2 separate regions of the Sus scrofa genome follow, and region 2 is linked to region 1. The links are chromatin contacts, called in public promoter capture Hi-C maps. All regions are on one chromosome and are shown on one strand. The core of a region is the stretch at or near the end of the contact, and the rest is flanking DNA. Distances in the headings are between cores, read along the strand shown.

Evidence for each region. Promoter capture Hi-C pulls out the DNA fragments that hold promoters and counts their contacts.
Region 2: a contact with region 1 is called in a promoter capture Hi-C map of liver, with 4 times the contacts expected there. A contact is called at or near these places in 2 of 5 promoter capture datasets (fetal liver and liver), 24 of 47 Hi-C or Micro-C datasets (alveolar macrophages, blood, embryonic fibroblasts and 13 more) and 2 of 2 datasets of targeted methods (alveolar macrophages and skeletal muscle).

What each region holds. Positions count from the first base shown.
Region 1 is chr5:7,019,880-7,026,385 of Sscrofa11.1, reverse strand. ACO2 (aconitase 2) reads left to right here. Exons shown (of 19, transcript NM_213954.1): 5 at 583-741; 6 at 968-1,118; 7 at 2,589-2,693; 8 at 3,499-3,590; 9 at 4,994-5,099. Among named protein-coding and RNA genes, the nearest start is that of POLR3H, 23 kb to the right of the region's middle.
Region 2 is chr5:7,112,812-7,119,128 of Sscrofa11.1, reverse strand. LOC110260631 (a long non-coding RNA gene) reads right to left here. Exons shown (of 3, transcript XR_002343883.1): 3 at 1,284-2,071. Among named protein-coding and RNA genes, the nearest start is that of TEF, 19 kb to the left of the region's middle.

The sequences.
Region 1 (6,506 bases), core at 1,651-4,150:
GTCACAGGACATATTCTTGCATCCCAGGTCATCTGGTTCTCATCACAATCCGGGGTCAAGATGGGGCGGCCTTTATAACCGTGCTAACAGATGAGGAAATGGAGATTCGGGGAGGCACTTACAAAGCCCAGGTCTCACAGTCAGGAACTGTCCAAGCTGTCCGTGAGCCACGCCACCCAGCTCTCCCAGGTCCAGGCCTCACTGGAGAGGCTCCATCCTGGAGGAATGCCTGGGAATTTGCAGAACCCTCGGGAGCCCTACTTCCATTCTCTGCTGAGGGCTTTTAAGCTTAAGATCTTGGATTCTTCTTTTTTTTTTTTCCCCTTTTTAGAACCGCACCTGCAGCACATGGAAGTTCCCAGGCTAGGGGTCAAATCAGAGCTGCAGTTGCCAGCCTACACCACAGCCACAGCAACGCGAGACCCAAGCCGCATCTGCGACCTACTCCACAGCTCACAGCAACGCTGGATCCTTGACCCATGAAGCAGGGCTAGGGATCAAATCTGCATCCTCATGGATACTAGTTGAGTTCATTTCGGCTGAGCCACAATGGGAACTCCAAGGTCTTGGATTCTTTTTCAGATCATTCTGGAAAACTACGCGTACCCTGGGGTTCTTCTGATCGGCACTGATTCCCACACCCCCAATGGCGGTGGCCTGGGGGGCATCTGCATTGGAGTCGGGGGTGCTGATGCCGTGGATGTCATGGCCGGGATCCCCTGGGAGCTGAAGTGCCCCAAGGTGAGGGGTGGGCAAAGGCTGTTGAGGCGGCAGCAGAGGGGTGGCTGGTGGGGAGGAGTGGGAGGTGTGGGGCCCAAAGGGGGTGGGAGGAAAGCTCAGGCTCAGACCTCTGGGGAGGAGGCAGGGCTGAATACGCTGAAATGGGCATGCCAGCAGGCGGATTCCTGGTTGGGACGTGGCGCGTGGCAGGCAGGGCCTGTGACTGCTTTCTTGCCCTACTGTTCAGGTGATTGGTGTGAAGCTGACGGGCTCGCTCTCTGGCTGGACCTCACCCAAAGATGTGATCCTGAAGGTGGCGGGCATCCTCACCGTGAAAGGTGGCACGGGTGCCATCGTGGAGTACCATGGGCCTGGCGTGGACTCCATCTCCTGCACTGGTGAGGAAGGCGGCCACGGGACATGGCTCTCAGGCTGCACTGGGCCTCATGGGGCCTGCAGTCGAGCCATAGAAGCAGTGGATGGCCTCCTGAGAAGCCGCCCAGGCAGTTTAGAGACTTCGGGTGGACACTTTGAGGTAGAGGGGAGACGGTCTAGTCCAAGACTGTCTGAGTCGGGGCCCTTCAAGGATGGCGGGTAGCTGTGGCCGCACGGAGTTAGGCCCTGAACCAGCTTGGCCATGGCCCTGGGCTGCCTTGGGTGATCCAGGAGAAAAATCCACAGAGGGTGGTGGTGGGAACAGGGAATCAGCGCCAGGGCTTGGGTCACGAAGTCGCTCCATTCTTACATCTTGTCTTGGCTGAAGGTGGAGCCCGCTCTCTTCCTTTGAAGGAGAGGCCATCACTTGTTAGTGTCCAGACCCGGGAGAAGCCAGCCCCTTCCTACTCACCACTCCGGGTGCCCTGGTCTCAGTGCCTGGGCCCTTGGAAATCCAGGTAGACCGGGCACGAGCCTGAGAGAGGATTTGGTCCAGACTTCCCCAGGCACCTGCCTCAGCTCAGCTGGCCCTTGTTCCCTCCAGTGAAATGGGGTCACTCTTTAGGTGGTCCTTACTGCCACTGGACAGCTCAGTTAGAAAGTTGGTGGAGTTCCCGTCATGGCGCAGCGGAAACGAATCGACTAGGAACCATGAGGTTGTGGGTTTGATCCCTGGCCACACTGAGTAGGATAAGGATCTGGTGTTGCCGTGAGCTGTGGTGTAGGTCACAGATGCAGGTCAGGTCCGGCATTGCTGTGGTATAGGCTAGGCAGCCGTAGCTCAGATTAGACCTCTAGCCTGGGAACCTCCATATTCTGTGGGTGTGGTCCTAAGAAGCCAAAAAAAGGAAGTTGGTAAGAAGCCAAGACCCATGTCCCCACAACCCGTGAGGCTGGAGTCCTGAGAGCAGTCAGGACATCTGTAACCCTTCAGCTCTGTGGGCGGCTCGTTGTCCAGGCAGTGCACATCATTCCGGTAGTATTGCTGGAAAGAGTGCAGGCCTGCACACCACGCAGAGACCTAGGCCTGCACGCCACGCTTGCATTTGCTGTATGGCCCGGCCTTGGACCTGAGCCGGTTCGCTCACCTGCAGATAGACACAGTAACGACTGGGCAGTCTGGCCAGGTCAGCTTTCATTACATGGCGACAGGTCAGCCAGACCCAGAACTGGAGCGCGGCTTGTAGGGGCTGAATCTTGTGTCCTCCTCACTCCACCCACCCAGTGGCCACTCGGAGCTGGGACACTGAGCTCTGGCCCGTGGCCTCTCTTTACTGGCTCTTGTGTTAACCATGGGCCACAAGGACAGTGCGAGCGAGGGAAAGAATGATGCCAGCTCCCTGGTGTGAAGGCATGTGTGCAGACCTAACCAGGGTGTGGGACCCTCACCAGCTGCTCAGCCAGCCCTGCCCGTGGGCTCTGCTTCTCCGCAGGCATGGCGACAATCTGCAACATGGGCGCAGAGATCGGGGCCACCACCTCCGTGTTTCCTTACAACCACAGGATGAAGAAGTACCTGAGCAAGACAGGCCGGGCAGGTGAGCCAGTGGGGGTCTAAACCAGGGGCCCCCAGACTGGCTCCGAGACGTCCCTCGCGGTCGCTGAGGCATGTGTGCCCTACTGCTCCTGAGCGGGATGTCTGTAGCTCTCAGCTTCTCAGGGTGTGAGGCGGCCGTGCCTCAGGATTGGAATTGAAGTTTCACCTGAAAGGTGTCTGAACACCGGTTCTCCTTGGCCTGGTCCCCAGTGCCCTCTACAGGAAGCTCTGGAAATGACATGGATTTGCTTCTGTTTGTAATTCCTGCCCTAGCGGAAACGTTAGGAACAAGAACACTTTCTCAGCCTTCCCCAACTTCCCTGAGGCTCTAGCTTGGCTTCTTTGAAGCCCAGAGTTGGAAATAAGGCCTGCAGGAGAGATTGCTGGAGCCTCTGAAGAGAGATGAGGGGGAATTGGGGGAGCCCGAGGCCAGGGGGCCCTGGGGAGAGTGTGTCTGTTTCTAAGCTCTGGCACATGGAGTCCTACCTAGAAGGCCCTTCCCTTGTGTTTATATCATGTGACTTCTTTTCCTTTAAAACTCAGTGCTTCTCCGTGTCCCTCTGTTCCTGGGTGCCTCTGTCATACTATGTTGAAACTTCTGGCCGATAGCTTCCTTTCTAGATTGCGATCCCCTCAAGGCCAGGAACAGTGTCCTGTGGTGTTTGCTTTGTTCTTTGTTTTCCCAGCCAGTGCCCAGGGCTCAGGGTTGGGCAGGTGCCAGGTACCTGTGGCTCATGTGGATGGACGGATGGAGGCTTATGACCAGTTTGCTTTACATGCCTCTTTCTCCCCCTTGTTAATTTCAGATATTGCCAACCTCGCTGACGAATTCAAGGACCACTTGGTACCTGACCCTGGCTGCCATTATGACCAAGTGATTGAAATTAACCTCAGCGAGGTGAGGAAGGGAATTGGTTCCAAGGAGCTTGAGGATGGGCGATCAGACCCCGTCTGGGGACTTCTGGTGGGCGCTGGGGAGAGCCAGGGCAGGTCCCTGCCTGTACACCCAGCACAGCTCCTAAGCTTTTGGTTCCCTAGTGTGTCTGCAAACCGCTGCCTGAGTCAGGCACAGTGGAGTGGTAGGGCAGCAGGAAGGCTAGGTAGCCTAGGGGAGAGTAGGGGTGGCGGTGGCTAGTGATTCAGAAACATTTGCCCCCTCTTCAGCTTTAGCAGAAGCCAAGATTTCACTTGAGCTTGCTTTGTTAGAGTTCAGAGGACAAGGCCCCAAATTCCCAGGCCTGAGCCTGGCACCCTGAGACCTGTAGACAGGGCGGCTTTGGAAGGCCAGAGGAAGGGTGGGTCAGAGGAGCAGAAGCAGCGGAGTGGCCAAGGGTAATAATTGCTAACGTTTATTGAACGCTGACTGTGTATCAGGTGCTTTGCTAAATGCTTCACATTGATTAATAAGTATTATCAAATATAGGAATTCCCATTGTGGCTTAACGGGTTAAAAACCTGACATAGTGTCCCTGAGGATATGAGTTCGATCCCTGTCCTTGCTCTTTGGGTTAAGTATCTTGCATTGCCACAAAGTGCAGCATAGGTCCCAGATGCAGCTTGGCTCTTGCTATGGCTGTGGTGTAGGCCAGCAGCTGCAGCTCCAATTTGACCCTTAGCCTGAGAACTTCCATACACTGCAGCTGTGGCCCTAAAAAGAAAAAAAAAAAAAAAAAGGTATCACATATAAAGTATCTGGGGAGTTCCCGTCATAGCTCAGCAGAAACGCATCTGACTAGCATCTATGAGGTTGCAGGTTTGATCCCTGGCCTCGTTCAGTGGGTGAAGAATCCAGCGTTTGCCGTGAGCTGTGGTGTAGGTCACAGACCTGGCTCAGATCCTGCATAGCTATGGCTGTGGTGTAGGTGGGCAGCTAAACTGGTGAATTTAACTGCTAGCCTGGGAACTTCCATATACTGTGGGCGTGGCCCTAAGAAGTATCTGGCCCTTAAGTCTGTGTTTTCCTAAGATTCCAGAAGCACCACAGTATGGGAGAAAATGGGCTTAGGAAGCTGGCAGCCTTGATTCATTCCATCCTCTGCTATCTCCCAGCTGTGTGACCTTGAGCAAAGCATGGCAGCTCTGTCACCTGCAGACTGGGGATAACAGCCTGTGGGGTTGGAGGAATCCCAGGGGCTGGTGCATGGATGGTGCCTGTTGCTCAGGCGTTTCCTGGGTTGAGGTCTGAGCCAGGCGAGCAGGGGTTGGCCTGCCTCCCAGGCCCCGCATGACTTGGTGAGCCCTGAAGAGAGAGGCGGTCCACACACCAAGACCTGCTCTCTCCTCTTGCCTTTTGTCCTTTAGCTGAAGCCACACATCAACGGGCCCTTCACCCCTGACCTGGCTCACCCCGTGGCGGAAGTGGGCAGCGTGGCAGAGAAGGAGGGGTGGCCGCTGGACATCCGAGTAGGTGAGCACCTCCCCCTGCCCAGGGCCAACCCAGGGCAGCGCCCAGTCGCCTGTGCTGACCACAGGGTCCTTCCTGAATGTGCCGGGCACTTTCAGAAATAGTTGGTTTTTTTTTCTTTAAGGCTTTTTGAAGAAACTGTTTTTCTTGGTATAAAACATATGTATACCCGTGTAGAGAAATATTGACAAAGAAGAATTTTAAAATACCCTGGATTTCAACCCTCAGGCAGAACCAGCTCTCGGAGCTCTTTGCCCATGTTTCTGTGTACTCGGCACACTGGGGGTATTTTTCTGTTTTACAAGCATCTCCTTATACCAACCACGATGCCTGATTTTACTTCACATGATTTACATACATGGACACGCTGGCATGTTTGTGTCACTAGCGCCTGCCGTTGTCACCGTCTAGTGTGGCTTTGAAGCACGTGGACCCAGGTGGCCTAGATTTGAATCTGACTCTGCCACTTCATAGCTGGGCGACCGTGAGCAGAGTCCTTCACCTCCTGTGCCCCAGTTCCCTCCCCATCTGTAAAGTGGCAGTGACACTGTACCTACCCATTAAAAATTGCCGGGAAGAGGGGCAAGTTCTCACATTCCCTGGTGCTGACAGGGAGTGCGTAGCATGTGTTCCGCCCTGTTAGTTGAAAGAACCAAAAAGAAATCTTTGGTATCTTAGTAACTAGAAAATAAATGGCTGTTAAGTCCCCGGATAGCATAGCAGATTAAGGATCTGGTGTTGCGCAGCTGTGGTGCAGGCTGCAACTGTAGCTCAGGTTCTGCCCTGGCCTGGGAACTTCCACCTGTCTCGAGTGCAGCCAGCGAAGGAAAAAAAAAGAAATTGTTGCATTGGTGAGAGAGACTGTCTGCAGTGACAGACAGTCTTTACTGACTTTTGAATGACGGTGATGTTTTAAAAAGAACTCCTGGGAGTTTCCGTTGCGGCGCAGCAGAAACGAACCCAACTAGGATCCATGAGGATGTGGGTTTGATCCCTGGCCTTGCTCAGTGGGTTAAGGATCTGGCATTGCCATGAGCAGTAGGCCGGGCAGCTGCGGCTCCAATTTGACACCTAGCCTGGGAACTTCCATGGGCCTCAGGTACGGCCCTAAAAAGCAAAAAAGAAAACAAAAAACCCCTCTCCTTCCTCTGATTAGAAAGCCAGAGAATGCGACAGTACAAACGAGGGACACCGGCACCTCCCGTAAGCCCTCACCCAGCGGTGGTCCCTGTGGGTTCTCGTGTGGGTGCGTGGCTGTGCACACACATGCGGGTTGCACTCCTGCAGGAGTGGCTGTCCCAGGTGGTCCGTGTCCTGTTCCCCGGCCCCTCGTCTTCCCTTCAGCGGCAGGGTCAAGAGGAGCCGGTCCTTTACTCTTAGACAGGGAGGTAGGCTGCGTCCAGTAAGAAC
Region 2 (6,317 bases), core at 594-3,093, 94 kb before region 1:
GAGAACACTCAATGGCAAAGTGTAAAAAAAGTAAAAAGACTTGGAGTTCCCTTGTGGCTCAGTGGGTTAAGGATCCGGTGTTGGAGTTCCCGTCATGGCTCAGTGGAAACGAATCTGACTAGTCTCCACGAGGATGCGAGTTTGATCCCTGGCCTCGCTCAGGGGGTTAAGGACCCAGCATTGCTGTGAGCTGTGGTGTAGGTCGCAGACGTGGCTTGGATCTGGCGTTGCTGTGGCTGTGGTGGACCCCTAGCCTGGGAACTTCCGTACATCACAGGTGCAGCCCTAAAAAGCAAAAAAAAAAAAAAAAAAAGGATCCCATGTTGTCACTGCTGTGGCATGGGTTTGATCCCTGGCCTGGAAGCTTCTGCACGCCATGGGGGCAGCCAAAAAAAAAAAAAAAAAAAAAGTCTGGAAGAGTTGGGGGCTGGTGGTGGGATTCTAGAGGTTTTCCTTTTCTGCTTCTGCCACATTTTCTGTCTACTGCCATGAGACAGTCACAATTAAAAGACAATTTTATACCCAAGGGTAAAGCCATTTGCTGAGCACCAGAACTGTCATGCTGATTTGCTCAGCATTGATGTCCCCAGGTCCCCTGCTCAGGATGGGCCCAGACTCGTGGGGTGGGCACAGAATTGGTGGCCTCATCCTTGGCAGTGCCCACTGCAAATTCACCCCCCTCCCTGCAGTTCCAGGCCCTCGTCACGCTGCTTCTGCTCCCTCCGTGTGCAGAGCTGGCGCTGCCGCCTCCTCAGTGAGCCCTGGAGCTGACTTTACACAACGAGGCCGTTCTCCCCTGCTTCCCATTCCCATGCTTCATGTTGTTAACATTCAGGGCTCCTGAGGTTGGAAGGAACCAGGAACTGTTTTGTTTCTAGAGAAAAACATGCATTTGGAGTTTGGAGATGGACTGGCAAGGTGGACTTTTTTTTTTATGGCCACACCCTTGGCATATGGAAGTTCCCAGGCCAGGGATTGAATCCGAGCTGCAGCTGAGACCTGTGCTGCAGCTGCAGCCATGCTACATCCTTTAACCCACTGCGCTGGGCCAGAGATCAAACCCACGCCTCCACAGCAACCCAAGCCACTGCAGTCAGATTCCTAACCCACCGTGCCACAGCAGGAACCTCAAGGTGGACTTTTTTTTTTCCTTTTAGGGCCGCACCCACAGCATATGAAATTTCCCAGGCTAGGGTTCGAATCGGAGCTGCAGCTGCTGGCCACAGCCACAGCAAAGCGGGATCTGAGCCATTTCTACAGCCTACTCCACAGCCCATGGCACCACCAAATTCTCAACCTACTGAGCAAGGCCAGGGATTGAACCTCTGATCTCAGGGATACTAGTCAGGTTCACTACTTCACCAGTTCATGGGAACTCCCCACGGTGGGCTTTAAGTGGCTATTTTACCAATAAACATTGAAGCTCAGAAAAGCAAAGTGATATGCCCCCAAACTAAACAGCAAGGCTAAAATTCAAACCCAGAGTGGGTTTCAAATTCAAATTCCCAGACTCTCCTTATCCTCGGGTTCCAGCTTTTCACCACTTGTGCTCTTGGAGCTTGCTGCTCCTGAGAGCTTCCAGAGCCTTCCAGCCCAGCCTCCCCTCGTCCCAGCTCCCAGGATCCTGAACACCTGCTGCGTCCTAGGCCTGGGCTGGGTGCTCTGAGGCTCTATCTTATTTCACAGTGGGGGGTGTTGTCACTCCTTTGTACAGACAGGGAAATCAAAGTTTAGAGAAACCTCATTCAGCAAATATTTACTAAATGTCTATTTGGTGTCAACCTTGCTGCCAGCCTTCACAGTCTGCTTGGAAAGACAAACATTACAAGGACAAAAAATAATAGAATGATGGGTTGTGGTAAGTGGTGTGGCTGAGAAGATAGGGGATCTGGGAGAGGACAGGGACGACCTCTGTGTGGGTGACATTTAAGCCAAGACCAGAAGGGTGAGTGGAGGTGACTTACCCCCACGGCTCCCATACGAATTGGGCACAGAACCGAGTCCTTCGGGCAGCTTCTGACCCCCATCCATACACCTCAGTTCGCAGGCAGATGCAGCCTGACTAGCTGGTCTAAGGGGTAAGGCACAAGGAAAGCAGTTACAAGAGGACCTTAGGTGCTTAGAACCCTGTCACCCTAGTCTCCTGTCCCTGAGGTTGGGAATAAGAGGTCAAGAAAGCCCGGGAGAAGTTCCCGTCATGGCTCGGTGGAAACGAACCTGACTAGCATCCATGAGGACTTGGGTTCAATCCCTGGCCTCACTCAGTGGGTTAAGGATCCAGCGTTGCTGTGAGCTGTGGTGTAGGTGGCAGACGTAGCTCGGATCCCTTGTTGCTGTGGCTCTGGCGTAGGCCGGCGACTACAGCTCCAATTAGACCCCTAGCCTGGGAACCTCCATATGCTGCAGGCGCAGCCCTAAAAATACAAAAAAAAAAAAAAAAAGAAGAAGCCCAGGGAGGCAAATGTAACTCAAACAGAATCTAGTTTCCAGGGTCAAAGCTGCCCCACCCCCCGAGCTACCTTGTGGTGTCCAGGGGCTGCTACAGGGTCAGCCCTGGGCACAGGTGATTGGTCAAGGAGTGAACATGTGACCCAATCCGTTGTAGGCACAGTTGATTGGTCAATGATGGAACACGTGCCCCAACTGGGTCTATGAAGACCTTCCCTGAAATTTGTGAACCTGAGATCTGTTTCTGGAGACGACCTGTTGTAACCCACTGTGTTTTCTACTTTGTATACAAATACTCTTACAAACACAGATTTGTGCTGCCACAGGAACTGTGGGCTTGGAATATGTCAAAGCTGGGAGATCTCTGGCCAGCATGTGGCAGATAAGAATACAGACTAAGAGGGAGCTCCCTGGTGGCTCAGCAGCTTAAAGATCTGGTGTTGTCACTGCTGTGGCTATAGTTACAGCTGTGGCATGGGTCTTATCCCTGGCTTGGAACTTCCGCCTGCCATGGGTGCAGCCAAAAGCAAAAAACACAGGTTTGGAGTTAGTCCTGGGTTCAAATCTGCCTCCATCACCAATTTGGGATGTGATCTTGGGCAAGTCACTTCCCTGTCTGGGCCTCTGAATTTTATCCATAGAATGGGACACCAGCCTCACAGACACCTGGCAGCTGCCACTGAGGTGCCTACTTGGAGGTGAGCCCCTCAGGGCCTGGCAACTGACAGCCATGGGGAGGGGGCCCATCAGAGGGTATGGGAGGCAGCCAGAGAGCAGCTCTGTGGCCCCAGCAAGTGGCTCTACCTCCCTAAGCTGTTTCTCTCTCTGTACCATCAGGCTGTGCCACACAGATAACATACAGGTGCCTGACATGCTGCACTTCTGCCACCCACCTGCCTGGAGGACAAACCTCCACAGCTGGACACATGCCCCCTCCCCTGACTGTACCAAACTGCCAGACAGCCCTCACATGCCTCTGCACTGTGCTACGCCAGCCTGGCTGGCACTCCCGACTCCAGCACCTAAGCTGGGAAAGCTGCCAGCCAGAGACAGGGCTGAGCAGCAGAGGAAATCAGAGACTGGGTTGAAGATGGGTGCCCCCAGCCCCTCACCAGCCCTCACCAGCCCTCAACATGTTCTCAGTTCAGCAAACATTCCCAACCGTGCAGGCCGACGCCTGGACCCAGGAGAGCGAGAGCCCTTTTTGTGAGCTGCTTCTCCGTCGTCAGCAGGAGCAGGGGCTACATACTCAGCCTCCTTTGGCTCCTGGGCTGCAGGTGTCTCCAAGTCAGCAGGGCCAGGTCACTCAGGGCTGAAGTGCATGGCTCTTTTCTGAGGTCTGAGTACAGAACTGCTTTGATCTAGGTCTGTGGCAAGGCTGGGCAACGTCCCTGACCCCAGGACTCTAAGAAGATGCTAGATGATGCTTCAATTACCCAGAAATCCTATCCTAGAGCCTTGCTGAGACCTCAGGGCTGTGGCCAGAGCAAGTGCCCAAAGCTGGGGCCAGAGTCCTGAGCCAGGAGCCAGTGTTCAGCCCCCCAGGACTTGCTAGGCTCCTCCTTGCTCTGGGCCTTGGCTTCCCCTTGGGGTCTCAGTACTGACATTCAGACTCAGGACCACCCCCAGGCTCCACTACTGTCCAGTCAAGCCCCGCCTTCCCTTCCCTCTTTCTCTGCCTCCCAAACTCCTAGTCATCCCTCCAGGCCTCAGTCAGCTGTCCCCTCTGCGAGGAAGGTTCCATCAACACTCCTGGGGACAAGCTGCTCCTCCGGCAAGGTCCCACACCTTCTTCTGCAGGCCCCCCAGCCAGTTCCACCCCCTCCCTCACACTTGAGGTGAAGACACAATGAGTTGAAACTTGTAAAATGCTTAGAATGGCCCAGCAGCCGTGGGCGCTGGCCATTACTTTCCTTACCCCCTGTATCTTACAGGTGAGGAAGCTGAGGCTCTGAAAGGAGGAATGAGTTGTCTTTTCTTTTCTTTTTATGCTTTTGTTGCTTTTTAAGGCTGTACCCCTGGCATATGGAGGTTCCCAGGTTAGGGGTCGAATCTGAGCTACAGCTGCCAGCCTATGCCACAGCCACAGCAACGCAGCATCCAAGCCACATCTGCTCATGGCAACACCAGATCCTTAACCCACTGAGCGAGGCCAGGGATTGAACCCACAACCTCATGGTTCCTAGTCGGATTCGTTTCTGCTGCCACGACGGGAACTCCAGGAATGACTTTTCTAACCCCGCAGCTTCTCTGTGGGAGAACCAGGATGTGGACCAGGCAGCCCAGCTCCGGGGCCCTGCCTCTCAGCCTTCCCTCCCTCCCATGACTAGAGATGATGCATCCCTGCCCCCAGGGACCCGGTCCCTTCCCGCGGGCACCCATCCTCTCTCCACTGGGCCGGGACTCTGCCCCTGGGATTCTCTCTCTCCCGTGTCATCAGTCCCTCCTTCCCCACGAGATCATCCTGTCAGCCCAATGCATGCTCTGAACTTTTCCGTCCTGAAAATGAAACAACCTGAGCCCCCACGGCCCTCAGGCGACACCATGCTTCTGCTCCCTTTACGGTGAGGCGCCTCAGGAGGGAGGCCTGCCTCTGCATCTCCCCTCAGCCTTCCTGCCCACCATCGTGGAGTTAACCCATCATTCGGCTCCATCTCAAGCTCATTTTTCTCCACTTCTGAGCAATGTTTGGCCCAGTGGCTCACTCCTGCTTTTTTTTTTTCCCCCGCCACACCTGCAGCATATAGAGTTCCTGGGCCACGGATTGAATCCGAACTGCAGCTGTGACCTACGCCACAGCTGTGGCAATGCCAGATCCTTAACCCACCGCGCCAGGTGGGAGATTGAACCCACACTGCTTCAGAGGCAACGCTGGATCCATAACTCCCATCATGCCTGCTTTCTTGAAACCCTCTTCCCCGGGCTCCAGCTGGGTCTCCCCTGTGGCTTCTCCCTCTCCCCAGACTCAAAACACCAGAGGCCCCAGGCTCGGTCCCGGTGCCCTGCTCCCAGGTCATTCATTCAGCTCAAGGCCCCAGGTGCCATCTGTACCTCAGCAACTTTCACATGTGTCTCCAGCCCCACCTTCTTCCCTGGGCTCCAGATTCTTCACCTGCCCCTGCTCCCCAGCCAGCTCTGCCCGGACCTGCCAAAGTCTCCTGGTCTCCCCAAACCTGTTCCTCCCAGTGTTCCCTTCAAAGCAAAAGTGCTCAGAACAAAGCCTTGGGGTCACCCTTGATCCCCTGGTTTATCTCACAGCCCCATCCAATCTGTCCACAATTCCTGTCGGTTCTAGAATCCAGCCACTTCTTCCCACCCCCCAAGGCCAGCCGTGGTGTCTGAGATACCATATGTCCTGCCAACACACTCAGAAACAAATCCAAGCTTCTCCCTACAGCCTAAAAAGCCCTTGGAGATGTGGCCGCCTAACCCGTCCACTTCCCCTCCTGTTCCCTCCCTGACTCTTTGACTGTTTTGCTCGTCCCGGGTCACACCCAATCCCTTCCCATCTCAGAGCCTTTGCACTTGCTGTTCCCTCTGCCTGCAGTGCTGCCCCCAGATCTTCTCGGCCCAGCTCCATCCTCAGTGCCTGGCTGCCCCGGTGCTTGGCGCACGGTAGCTGCTCCCTAAATGTCGGCAGCATCCACAGGATTGCGATGATGAGACCAGGGCCAGTGTGGCAGGGGTGCTATGTCACCACCGGGTGGCACTGCAGACACATCCCTGGCGGCGACCTCGGTCCAGCCTCCAGATTTGTCCTCTCAGCAGAGCCTCACATGGCCTCCGGTGCCAGGCGGTGCTTTGGGGCACAGACTGCCTTGGCCCCGCCTGCCCTCCCGTGGCTACTGGAGAACACGATCTAGGGGTTT